2 separate regions of the Arachis hypogaea genome follow, and region 2 is linked to region 1. A link is a contact called in public Hi-C data. All regions are on one chromosome and are shown on one strand. Each heading gives the region's core, a stretch centred on a gene start, on an enhancer-like site or on the middle of the called end of the contact. The rest is flanking DNA. Distances are from core to core; before and after follow the strand shown.

Region 1 (5,546 bases), core at 1,867-4,366:
TTTTTTTGTTATACAAATCATGAGTACTAATTTAAGTTATTACACCAATTTAAACTCATATTAATGTTTACACCATTTAAACTATGGTATAAAAAATAATTAGCGTTGCAGAGTCGTTAGATCTTTCTCTAGCCTGACATTCACAGATGCCAGGTTCTGATTCTCTTGCAGCTTCAATTCCTTCGAAAATATACTCTTGTAGTCTTATATTATGTTCTACTAAGCCCTTTTTCACAGTAATAATAATAATTTTAACAAAACAACAAATTGCTCCCCTAAAGGTTGCAAACCATGCAGACACCAAAGCCTACACGATGTCATTAGGATATATTAATTAGTATACATATTAATAGATATTATTGTTTATTAATTTATGTTTTTATTAATTAAATGTATATAACAGTAGCAAATATGATGACATTAATTAATTAAGATGGTAACTATTTTAAGTTTAAACTAAAAAAATTATGGATTTAAATTTTAGACATTATAATATATATTTTATAGATTATATATAATAAAAAATTTTAAAATTAAAGATATTATACATCAAACCTCTCTCGTATTTTTTTTATATGTCATGATGCTATTATTTTTAGTCTAAGTTGATATATTATCATGATACAGGATTAAAATTTTATATTCAAATAATTTAAAATTCGATCATTGCTAAACTTAAAACAAAAGAATTTATACAAAAAAAAAACAAATTCAAAAGAATCAATTGTTTAAGAAGGAATGTTAGATATATAATCATTCGTATTATTTTTTTCTATTATCTTAAATTTTTGAGAGAAGTAACACTAATTGTCTCCTTGTATACATGCGTGTAGTGTATATGTCGAGAGTTTAAATCTTATTCATGTAGTGATTTATTGGCTAACAACAAACTTTTAAGTAGAGTTTTAATTTGCGACGAATTAGTTATTGACTTGCTGATCGAGAGATATCGTGAGAAACCAAAATATATATAAAGAGAGAGAGGGGGAGAGAAGTACGCAAGTAGATAATATGTCCAACTAAAAGATGTTAGTGTGTGAGAATTTTCCTTTCAACTTTTATATATCACACATGGGAAGTAAAATAAATAATATAACACATTACTATTTTATTTTACTCAACAAACTCTATTTGTTTAGGGGTGTATATAGTTCGATTCGGCTTAAAGGTTTGGTTCTGAATATTTTAGAGACTAGTTTAGTGTGATTTTATCGGGTTTAGAGTTGGGTAATAATCTCAGAAATAGATCCGATTATTATTTATGGTCGGACTCAGGTCAAGGTAAATTCAGCTTCACCCGATCTATGTGCACTCTAAGGGGATTAAAAAAATGTATATATGTTTAAAATTAATTTTAATATTATGTTATATTAATTATAAGTTTATTGTTTTATTTTTAATCATACTTAGTAAATTAGAAAATAGATCAAAGAAGTACGAAATAATTTATAGACAAATTCAAGTTCAAATATGGATATCAACTTCTCGTTAATAAATATGTTTTTTTCCTTTTTACAATTAAGTATATCATAATTTTTTGACATAAAATTTATTAAGGCCCGAACTTTATCGATTTTGATCTGGTTTTAGTATGACCCAAAAGCAGTATGATTTCACCGGATTTAAAACTGGACAAAGATTTTAAAAATAGACTAAGTTATTATTCAAGACCAGATTCGGATCAAGACGAATCCGGATTCATCCGACCATGTACACCCGTATTTCTTTTAATCATTCCAGTAAAAAAGGAAATAAACCCTAATTTCAGTCACAACAATCATGGTAATGTTGATGATATATATAGAATAGGTTTAATTATTTTGTTAGTCTCTGTAGTTTTGCGAAATTTTTAATTAGATTTCTATATTTTTTTTCTTTTAATTTGGTTCTTGCACCAAATTTTTTTTCAAGTAAGTCCCTCTTGACAGTAATTGATTTAATTGTATAGAAACCTAATTAAAAAAAATTGTACAGAGACCTAAATAAAAAAGTATAGAAATTTAATTAAAAAAAATTTAGTGTAACAACTCAATTAAAAAAATATATAATATAATTAAAAATTTCACAAAATTATAGGACTAACAGAATTACGTATGGGATAAGATGAATTGTGGTTAGGCCTCCAAATTAATTATAACATGATAGTTAATTATTGTTATAGTCTTGTAAATCAATTGCCATGTGGAAAAAGTAAAGATACTAAGCAAAAATGTTCATAGTACAAAAATGGAGATTTTGGTAATATTTTGCTTTCAAGGTAGTAGCTATATATATAGCTGAAGCATTAAGGCTACTAAATTTTCCATATCACAGAAAATGGTCAAATTTATGTGATGGACAATAATAACCCCTAACGTTCAAAGTATAGCATCTAGATTCTAGCTAGCTAGAACAATAATGCCATGTGCTAACATACTTTAATGTTGTATAATGTTGTTCTCTTAATTAACGATTGTGTTTTTTCCATTGTCTTCAAGCCATAGAATGAATGAACGAAGCAGATTAATTAAGTATATATGGACCTAAATTCTAAGGTAATAAAAAAGAAAGTACTAAAGAAGGCCAAAGGAATGATTCTGAAAACTCTTGCTTTATGTTCTAATATCAATCTCTTAACTTTGACATTTTAACAAGTCCTCATTGACAAAGATGTGATAGTAAACCTAATTTTCTCTTCTTCAATTTTTTCCCACCTAATGTCAAGTGATAAAATAACACTTTGGAAGCTACCAAAAAGGACGCATCCCTAAGTATTATAAACTATTTTTTCCCTCCCATTTTCAAGTCTAACACTAGTGAATTAGACAACAAACAAATTAAATATGTTGAATTCTACCTTAATAAATATTATCAAGGGGTTTTCAGATATAAATCTCAGTTGAAGGAAAAACTAAAGTTTATCATTTTTGTGTTTTGAAATAAGAAAACTTGAAATAAAATTTAATTTATTTAAAATAAATGCATATATTAACCTTTTAGCAAAATATATATTATGTATTTCTTAAGATTGAAGTATTCTACTTAACCATTTATTTATTCAAGTATTTTATATATTTCGTTGGGCTTAGTAAAGGAAATATTAATGGATTGGGCCGAGATGGGCCTATGTGGGCCAACGTATTTCATTGCTGATCATATTGAAGTTACTTCCTCACCACCCTTTACGGTATGTACGACTCCTCCAACCAACTTGGGTTGGTCGAGTGATTAGCTCACTCATCTGCTTAAGCAAGTGTCGGGAGTTCGAATCCCACCTTGTGCATGCAGCAACTCATTGGCCAGCGGCAGACCCTTAAATGGAGCTCAGATCCGCGACGGATTAGTCCTTAACCTATCGGGTTGGGGGATTCCGTTTGGGTAAAAAAAAAAATATATGACTCATCCTAAGTATTAAATAATAAAAGGTAAATACTCTTTTTATTCTGACTCCTGATTTTTTTTTGTTCTGAATTATATCGCATTTTAATCATCTTTAAACTTTAATTCAGTTCTCATTTATTAATAAAAACCCTCTTTTTCTCTTCTCTTCTTCTTTTTCTTTCTAGTCACCATCATCTTTATCATCATCATCATCGAACTTTAGCTTCACAACCATCATCGCAATATCAGCATCACCTAACCAACTTCTCTTTTCTTCTTCCTCTTCTTATTCTATTTTTCTTCCCTCTATCGTGCCATCTTCAGAACCACCATCTTCTCTCTTTGTTTTGCCACCAACAATTGTTGCCACCGTGGTTTCTTCTTTCTCTTCTTCTTCTCCTTTTCGCCCTCACCCAACCTCCCTCAATAGCACACTCCAAATCTTTTTGACGTCACTAAGATCCTCACTGTCCTCAATGTCCTTCGTGTCTCTATCCTTAATAATTTTCCTATTTCTGATTGGTACTACGTTCAGAGTTATTTGCCCATGCCTCATCCTCTGCAAACGTTACAAGAATTCAAATGTAATATTTGGTGAGGCATTCAAGCTCGTCGCTAAGGTCTTCCGATTGTCTCCAAATCTTATTAATGATATATGGATTACTAGTTTTGTAATTTTGTCAAAGTTAATGTAAAGAAAAATTATAAGACTGTAGAGATAAATAGTAATAATAATGGGTTTGAAAAAGAAGAAAAAGAGAAAGAGGATTTTTTATTTTTATTTTTTTATTTTTTATAGGAAATGAATTTTTAGTCCTGTAATTATTTGGAGTTGACATCTGTTACACGCCTATAATATGTCTCACACAAAAAAAAAAGCGGAGACCAAAAAAAAATAATTTATCTAATAATAAATATACAAATATTACCATTAATAACTAATTTGAGTTAATTGTACAATTTGTCCACTTAAATAAATATTAAAAATATTATAAAAAAAAACTAGCCTTTTCATTTTGGCACATTTTCAAGTTAATTCACTATACCTACTTACAGCAAGAAGGTTAATTCATGATTGAGACTCTTTGCCTTCCAAGACAATTAACTTGGATAATGCGATGAGTGCCTTCCGTTCCAAACAATCCGGTATTATATTTGGTAACAATCCAATAATTAGGATCAATTATTTTCCGATAATTTTTTTAAAATTATTATTTTACTCTTATATTCACCTTTTCCTTTCTTATCCCTTTTTTTTTCCCTTTCTAACACCACAATTTCACTTTTTACTGCAGTCAACCATCTAAATACTAAATCATAAATTTTAGATACTCAAATCAAAACTCTAAACTCTAAATTCTTTAAAACTGAAGATTAAAAAAATAATTTTACAATAAAAAATCAACTAATAGTGACTAATAAAAAATTCATTCCCATATATTTTGTCTATAAAATATGGGAACAATAAATGCCATATAACTTAAATATCATGCAAGATTATCATATACTTTTATGTAGATTATTAATGTATGTAACGTAATATCATCTAAGTTCGTGAGAGTGTAATGTAATTTTCCCTAAAATTTATATTTAGACACCTAATGATATTTTTTTTTTTAGTTTTCCACGGTATCCCCCAACCCGGCAGGTCAAGGACTAATCCGCCGCGGTACTGAGCTCCATTTAAGGGTTTGCCACTGGCCAATGGGTTGCTGCATGCACAAGGCAGGATTCGAACCCCGACACTTGCTTAAGCGGACTAGTAAGCTAACCCTAAAATTTATATTTAGACACCTAATGATATTATATATTATATCATCACAAATTTTTTGTTTTTAATTAGTTTTTGGTCCATCTATCTGTTCTTCTTGGTTGAAAACCCATCAATATTGGTGGGTCAAAAAATTTGACACCAGACTTACTGTATAGATACGGGCCTATTCTGACCCGTTGGGTCGCTTCTGTATGTTTGCTCGACAAGTTTCCCAAAAACAAAAAAAGAAATAAAAAGCATCAAAAGTCTTGGCCAAAAAAAAAAAATCATAAGTAACTTTCATTAACCAAATTAGGATTGGTTGAGTGGTCAAGTGTTGAAAATTCAAATTCTGCATCATGCATACAATAATTTATTGCCCAATAACAGACTTTTAAATAAAATTTAAATCTATTATAAATTAATCATTGAT
Region 2 (5,546 bases), core at 1,613-4,112, 50 kb after region 1:
CATCTTCTTCATCATCAATCCACTCGAAAAACTTGTATTTTGGCATTCTTCCACAATTAACATACATTCTTTCATGGCTTGCTACTGCCGAAGAAGACATCACAGTAACTACCTCACCACAAAAATAAATATGTGTCTTTTTGACGAGGGTTTTGGAACTAGAAACTCTTAAAGATAAGTGACTTTGATCCATAAGTATTCACAAAGTAAGAGAAGCAAACAGAAGAGGAGAAGTTTGAGGAAGAGGCGAAGAGAGTGAGACTCGGAACCTATTGATTCTCAATGATTTGTAAGGGGTAGATGAGGAGTATAATGATCAATTTATCCATTCTTAACATTTTTTGTAATGTTTACTGTTAAGAGAGACTTAATTAAAAAAATGATACAGGAACTCAATTAAAAAAAATATATATCGGGACCTAATTAAAAATTTTACAAAACTATAAAGACGTAATTAAACTTTCAAAAAATTTTATAGACCACCAAAATATCCAAGAAACATGCTCCACTACATTAGAGCAAGTTTGATATTTTGATTTGTATTTTTATTTTTTATTTTTATTTTTAATATTTTTTATTTTTTAAATTTTATAAAAAAAAAAAATAAAAAATAAAAACAGAAAATAGAATTTTATTATTTTTGTTATTTTTATTTTCTTTTCACAAATTTCAAAAAATAAAAAATACTAAAAATAAAAACGTAAACTAAATATATCCTAAGAGCAACTCCAATGGAATGGAAGTAACTTTCAGGGTTCCATTTTCTCTTTTTGTGACATCAACGGTTGGAGAAAAGGAAAATTGAGTTCCCACTCACATTCCAAGGAGAAGGAGTTCCTCCTCACAGGGACTTGTGAATGCCAATGATAGCTTGCCACATGGCAAGTTATCTTTAAAATAAATAATTAAATTATTTAATATAATTATTTAATTAATTATTATAAAAAAATATTTATATAAAATCATAATTAATTAAAAAATTATATTAAATAATTAAATTATAATTAATTTATTAATAATTATAATAATTTATTATATTAAATAATTATATATCTATTTAATTAATTATTTATGTTAATCATTTAATAATTAGTTATAATAAATTATAATTAATATAAATAATTATATTTAATCAATATTAAATATTATTTTATTAAATTATAGTTAATTAAATTTATTGATTGAACACATATGGCAATTTCACAATATTTATCGTTAACTATGGAGTTTAATTACGTTTTTATATTAAACAATTTTATAAATTAGTGTCATCTCGAATTATGAATTATATATTGTGTATTATTTTTATATATAATTTTTTTAATATTAATATTTTTTAACAATGAATTATTTTTTAATTTATAAATGTAAATAATATTATTGTAATATATGAATTATATATTGTGTATTATTGTTATATATGAATTTATTTAATATCAATATCTTTTAATAGTGAATTATTTTTAAATTTATAAATTTAAATAATATTATTGAAAAAATTCAATTATATTAATTTTAAATATTTTAATTAATTAATTAAGTGAGACTACAACAGGAGCTAAAGTTAATTCCTCCTAATGGAAAAGAAATAGATGATTTGAGTTCCTATTTACTGTTTATGACGTAAAAATTAATGTAGAGTTACTTTTTATGACAGGTGGGCCATAAATAGGAATTGGGATGAATTCCCTGGAGATGGTCTAATATCTCTTATTTCTTCTGCCACTTGTGATTAACTCTGCCACCACCGCAGCCGTGAACACTGTCTCAACCACCACCACCATCTCGATCTCCTATAATGACGAGCTCTATCTAAAACAAATCCCTAAATCCTTTCTATCTACAAAAGAAAATACACTTAACAATATTATATGAGAATATTGTTAAAAAAAAAGTCAAAAAACACACTTAGAGATGAGCTCTTTGTATAATATATTATATGAGAATATATGATTAGAGGTTTCTTAAAAAAAACTAATACTACCATAATTGCATTGAACGTCACTATAATTTTAAAGCAAAATTTTGACTTTCTAAAAATGGTTCTTCTATAAAATTAGAGGTAAAGTTAATATAGTATTCAACTAACGCTATTAGTATTAACATTTAACAATAACTTAAAATAAAATATTAAGTCTTAAATGACATAATTTTTTTATTTTTATCTAAAAGTCTCGAATTTCACTTAAAAAAAAATATTAAGTCATAAATATTTAATATTTTACACAATTTAATATGTAAAGTATTTTTAAAACAGTTAAAAATAAGTTAACAAGAATAACAAATACTTGTTTATCTCACCAAATCATCATACTTTTAAGTAAAAAGTAAATCAATATAAATATATTATTTATAATTTTAATTAATTTTTTTATAAATTCTTATTATAAAATAGATATTAAAAATGAGTTAAATAATATATATTTATAATAAATATATAATAATTAATTTAGTAATTAATTTTTAGTTTTCATATTGCATTTTTGGTTTTTCAATTAGATTAAATTTATTAAGCAATTTTAATTGGATTTAATTGAAGGCAAATTCTATGGTGCCTATAACTTTAGTGTCGAAATTGCCGAACTTGCCTTTTATGGTAAGTTTTAAATATTAAAAATTTATTTATTTTTATATTTTTTAATTTAAATATTTATTTTTATCTCTTTTTAGTAAGTTAGACAAATGTATATAGGCACCATAGCATGCACCTTAATTGAATTTGAATAACTCCATGGAATCTCACAAGTCTCAACTCTCAAGTGGCATAAACTTTTCACAAATGAGGCCCAAGGTGTTGGTGCTTGGTGGAGAATCCTCACCAGCGGTTAATACTTAACTTAATTATATATATAACTTGAATATATATATATTATATATAATTTTATTTTTCCCCCTTCGTTTTTCCACTTATCACAGAAATTCGTAAACGCTCGTCTCTGTCTTCACAAACCCAAACTCAAACCCAAACCCAACCCGAAGCTTTTCTCTCTCTATCTTGTTTTCTCTCTCTTTCTCTCTCGCTCATACCTATCGCTTTCTATCCTTCTCTCTGGTTTTCGATTTAGGGCTCACGAACTCGCTCTTTGACTCAGAACCTTCTTGCAGCTCCGATCTGCTCCTTCAGGTATCGCCGAGTCGACTCGTTCGTAGCTTCGATCTACTGTGCTCTCTCTTACAACTCCTTCATTTCATTCTCTTAGAAGTTAGATCTTCGCGTTCGCGCTACTCATTATTTTCACTGTTTTAGATCTTACGGTTCCAGTTCTTAAGCTTCGAATTTAATTTTCTGCTATTAATGCTAATTCTTGTTTGTGCAACTGAAGCTATGTGTCGTCAATTGAACTGTCGTTTGGTTGATTTTTGTTTTCAATTTAAGATGTGAGATGATAGAGGAATCTGCAATTTGGATGATGTCTGATTAATGTGCATTTGGAAGTGTGTTTTTAGCTTGCGAGCTTGGTTTAAGTGTTTTAGGTTAGGAATCTGGCGGATTTTCTTGGTTTTAATGTGCGTTCATTCAACACTGTCATTTTTTTGATGTATTGTTACTTTTCAGTGTTGCCAAGTGTTTGGTTAAGTCATTGTTCTTGATTCTTTATTTTCAAGCATGACAGTCCCCGTGTTGATAATTAGTTTTAAGTTTTAACTGTGGTTTCTGCTTCAGTAAGTTATTGGTGTCTCCTATGGACAAATATAGAGTTTGCTCATTCTTACAAGTTACTGTTTTTATCCTCTATAGGTTGTGTTGATTTGTTGCAAGGAAAACGCTCTTCAGGTTGGTGTTCAAGGGAGGACTCAGGAAAGGGATGACTTATAGTTTGGCCTGTTGAAATTCGAGCAATGTCAGGGCTACTTAATGTATTCCCTTATACCTTGAAATGCTTCCCATTTTGTTCTGTCATTTGGAGAAGATTTTCAATTTTTGTTCTTTCCCGTTTTATTACTTTGCATTGTCATGGCTACCAGATTTTTTTACTATAATTTTCTCGGATAGTTTGAATAACTGCTTGTTTGGTTGCATTAGGAAAACTAGGGTTTTTCTATTAGGGATTGACCAGACAGACTATTAGCTGGCTTATACTGGGGATTAACTTCTGTTACTTAATGAGTGTTAGAACTTACTCGCTTTCTTGTATGCATGTTGTTTGCCTTGAAGGTGCTTAAATTCCAGTCTAGTACAGTTTCCCTAGGATGTTGGTTCCCATGTCTTGATTTTATTCCTTTTACTACATGTCTATCATAAAAGTAAATTTTAACTGAGATTTCCTTGCAGTCTTCTCTGAACGGTTCTGCTTCAAATCTTCCAGATGGTGCTGGGAGGTCTTTTGCTACTTCATTCTCTGGTCAGTCTGGTGCAGCCTCCCCTGTCTTTCATCATACTGGTGGGGAGCTTTTGCTGGCATTAATTCATTTTCTTGTCCCATTTAGTTGTATAATTGCTAGGTTCTTGGTGCAGGATCCATTCAAGGACTGCACAATATTCATGGGAGCTTTAATGTACCCAACATGCCTGGTACACTCACATCAAGAAACTCAACAATAAATAGCGTTCCATCCGGTGGTGTTCAGCAACAAACAGGTAGCCTTTCTAGTGGAAGGTTTGGTTCCAACAATCTGCCTGTTGCATTATCCCAGGTATTTGTTATGTCATCTGTTTGTTTCTTTACACTATAGATTGGTAGAGTAGTTAATAGAATATTGTGCATAATATCAACTCTTCTTCCTATCATCCTTCTCCTACTGTTACATAATTTATCAGGGGTTCATTTATCTCAATTAAATTTTGCAGCTATCTCATGGAAGTGCCCATGGACACTCGGGAGTCGCCAATAGAGGAGGTATAAATGTTGTAGGAAACCCTGGATTTAGTAGTAGCACAAATGGAGTTGGAGGTTCTATTCCTGGGATTCTTCCAACATCCGCTGCAATTGGTAACCGAAATGCTGTTCCAGGATTGGGAGTATCCCAAATTTTGGGAAATGCGGGTCCTCGAATCACAAGTTCTGTGGGAAACATGGTTGGAGGGGGGAACCTTGGAAGGACTGGTGGAGGATTGTCTGTACCTGGTCTCACATCCCGTCATTTGAGTGCAAACAGTGGATCTGCTGGCTTAGGAGTACAGGGACAGAATCGATTGATGAGTGGTGTGCTTCCACAAGGTACGGATGTTTATGGATTTCCATTATAATGGTGTTGAAGCAATACTTATCCACAAAGATGTTCTCATGCAATGACCCCTAATTGCATTTGCTTTGTGCACGATGAGTGTCCAAGTGCAGCCATATAGAAGATGACTTTATTTTCTGTTTGCATTGGTTTAGCTTGTCCAACTAGTTGGCCTTCTATGCAACCACATCGTTCGCTTCCACATGTTGAAAACTGTTAAAGAACTGCTGGTTGTTTTAGATTTGTATATAATATGCTTGATGAAATCATTTATATTTGTTTTTATGCATGTTGAATGCATAAATATTTTTCCTACGATTGATACTCGAGCTTACCATAGGTTTTGAAGTATTTCTTTGTGGTGACAAGAGCTTCTTGAT

Evidence for each region. Hi-C and Micro-C count contacts between places; a contact is called where the count stands out from the background.
Region 2: a Hi-C map of an unstated tissue shows a contact between it and region 1, with 2.5 times the contacts expected there. The contact joins the promoter of LOC112786817 here to the enhancer-like site in region 1. A contact is called at or near these places in 4 of 8 Hi-C or Micro-C datasets (leaf and an unstated tissue).

Annotation. Positions count from the first base shown.
Region 1 is chr3:2,418,710-2,424,255 of arahy.Tifrunner.gnm2.J5K5, forward strand. No RefSeq gene overlaps it. Among protein-coding and RNA genes, the nearest start is that of LOC112786757, 10 kb to the left of the region's middle. Within about 2 kb of position 3,117, at least 1 of the 3 cell types and tissues checked has open chromatin away from gene starts, as enhancers often do.
Region 2 is chr3:2,469,173-2,474,718 of arahy.Tifrunner.gnm2.J5K5, forward strand. It overlaps LOC112786817 (probable NOT transcription complex subunit VIP2), which reads left to right and starts at 2,863. Exons shown (of 14, transcript XM_025830191.2): 1 at 2,863-3,124; 2 at 3,740-3,858; 3 at 4,274-4,343; 4 at 4,457-4,635; 5 at 4,790-5,159. The coding sequence starts at 3,841. It overlaps LOC112793588 (small nucleolar RNA snoR35), which reads right to left and starts at 4,382; the gene lies at 4,302-4,382.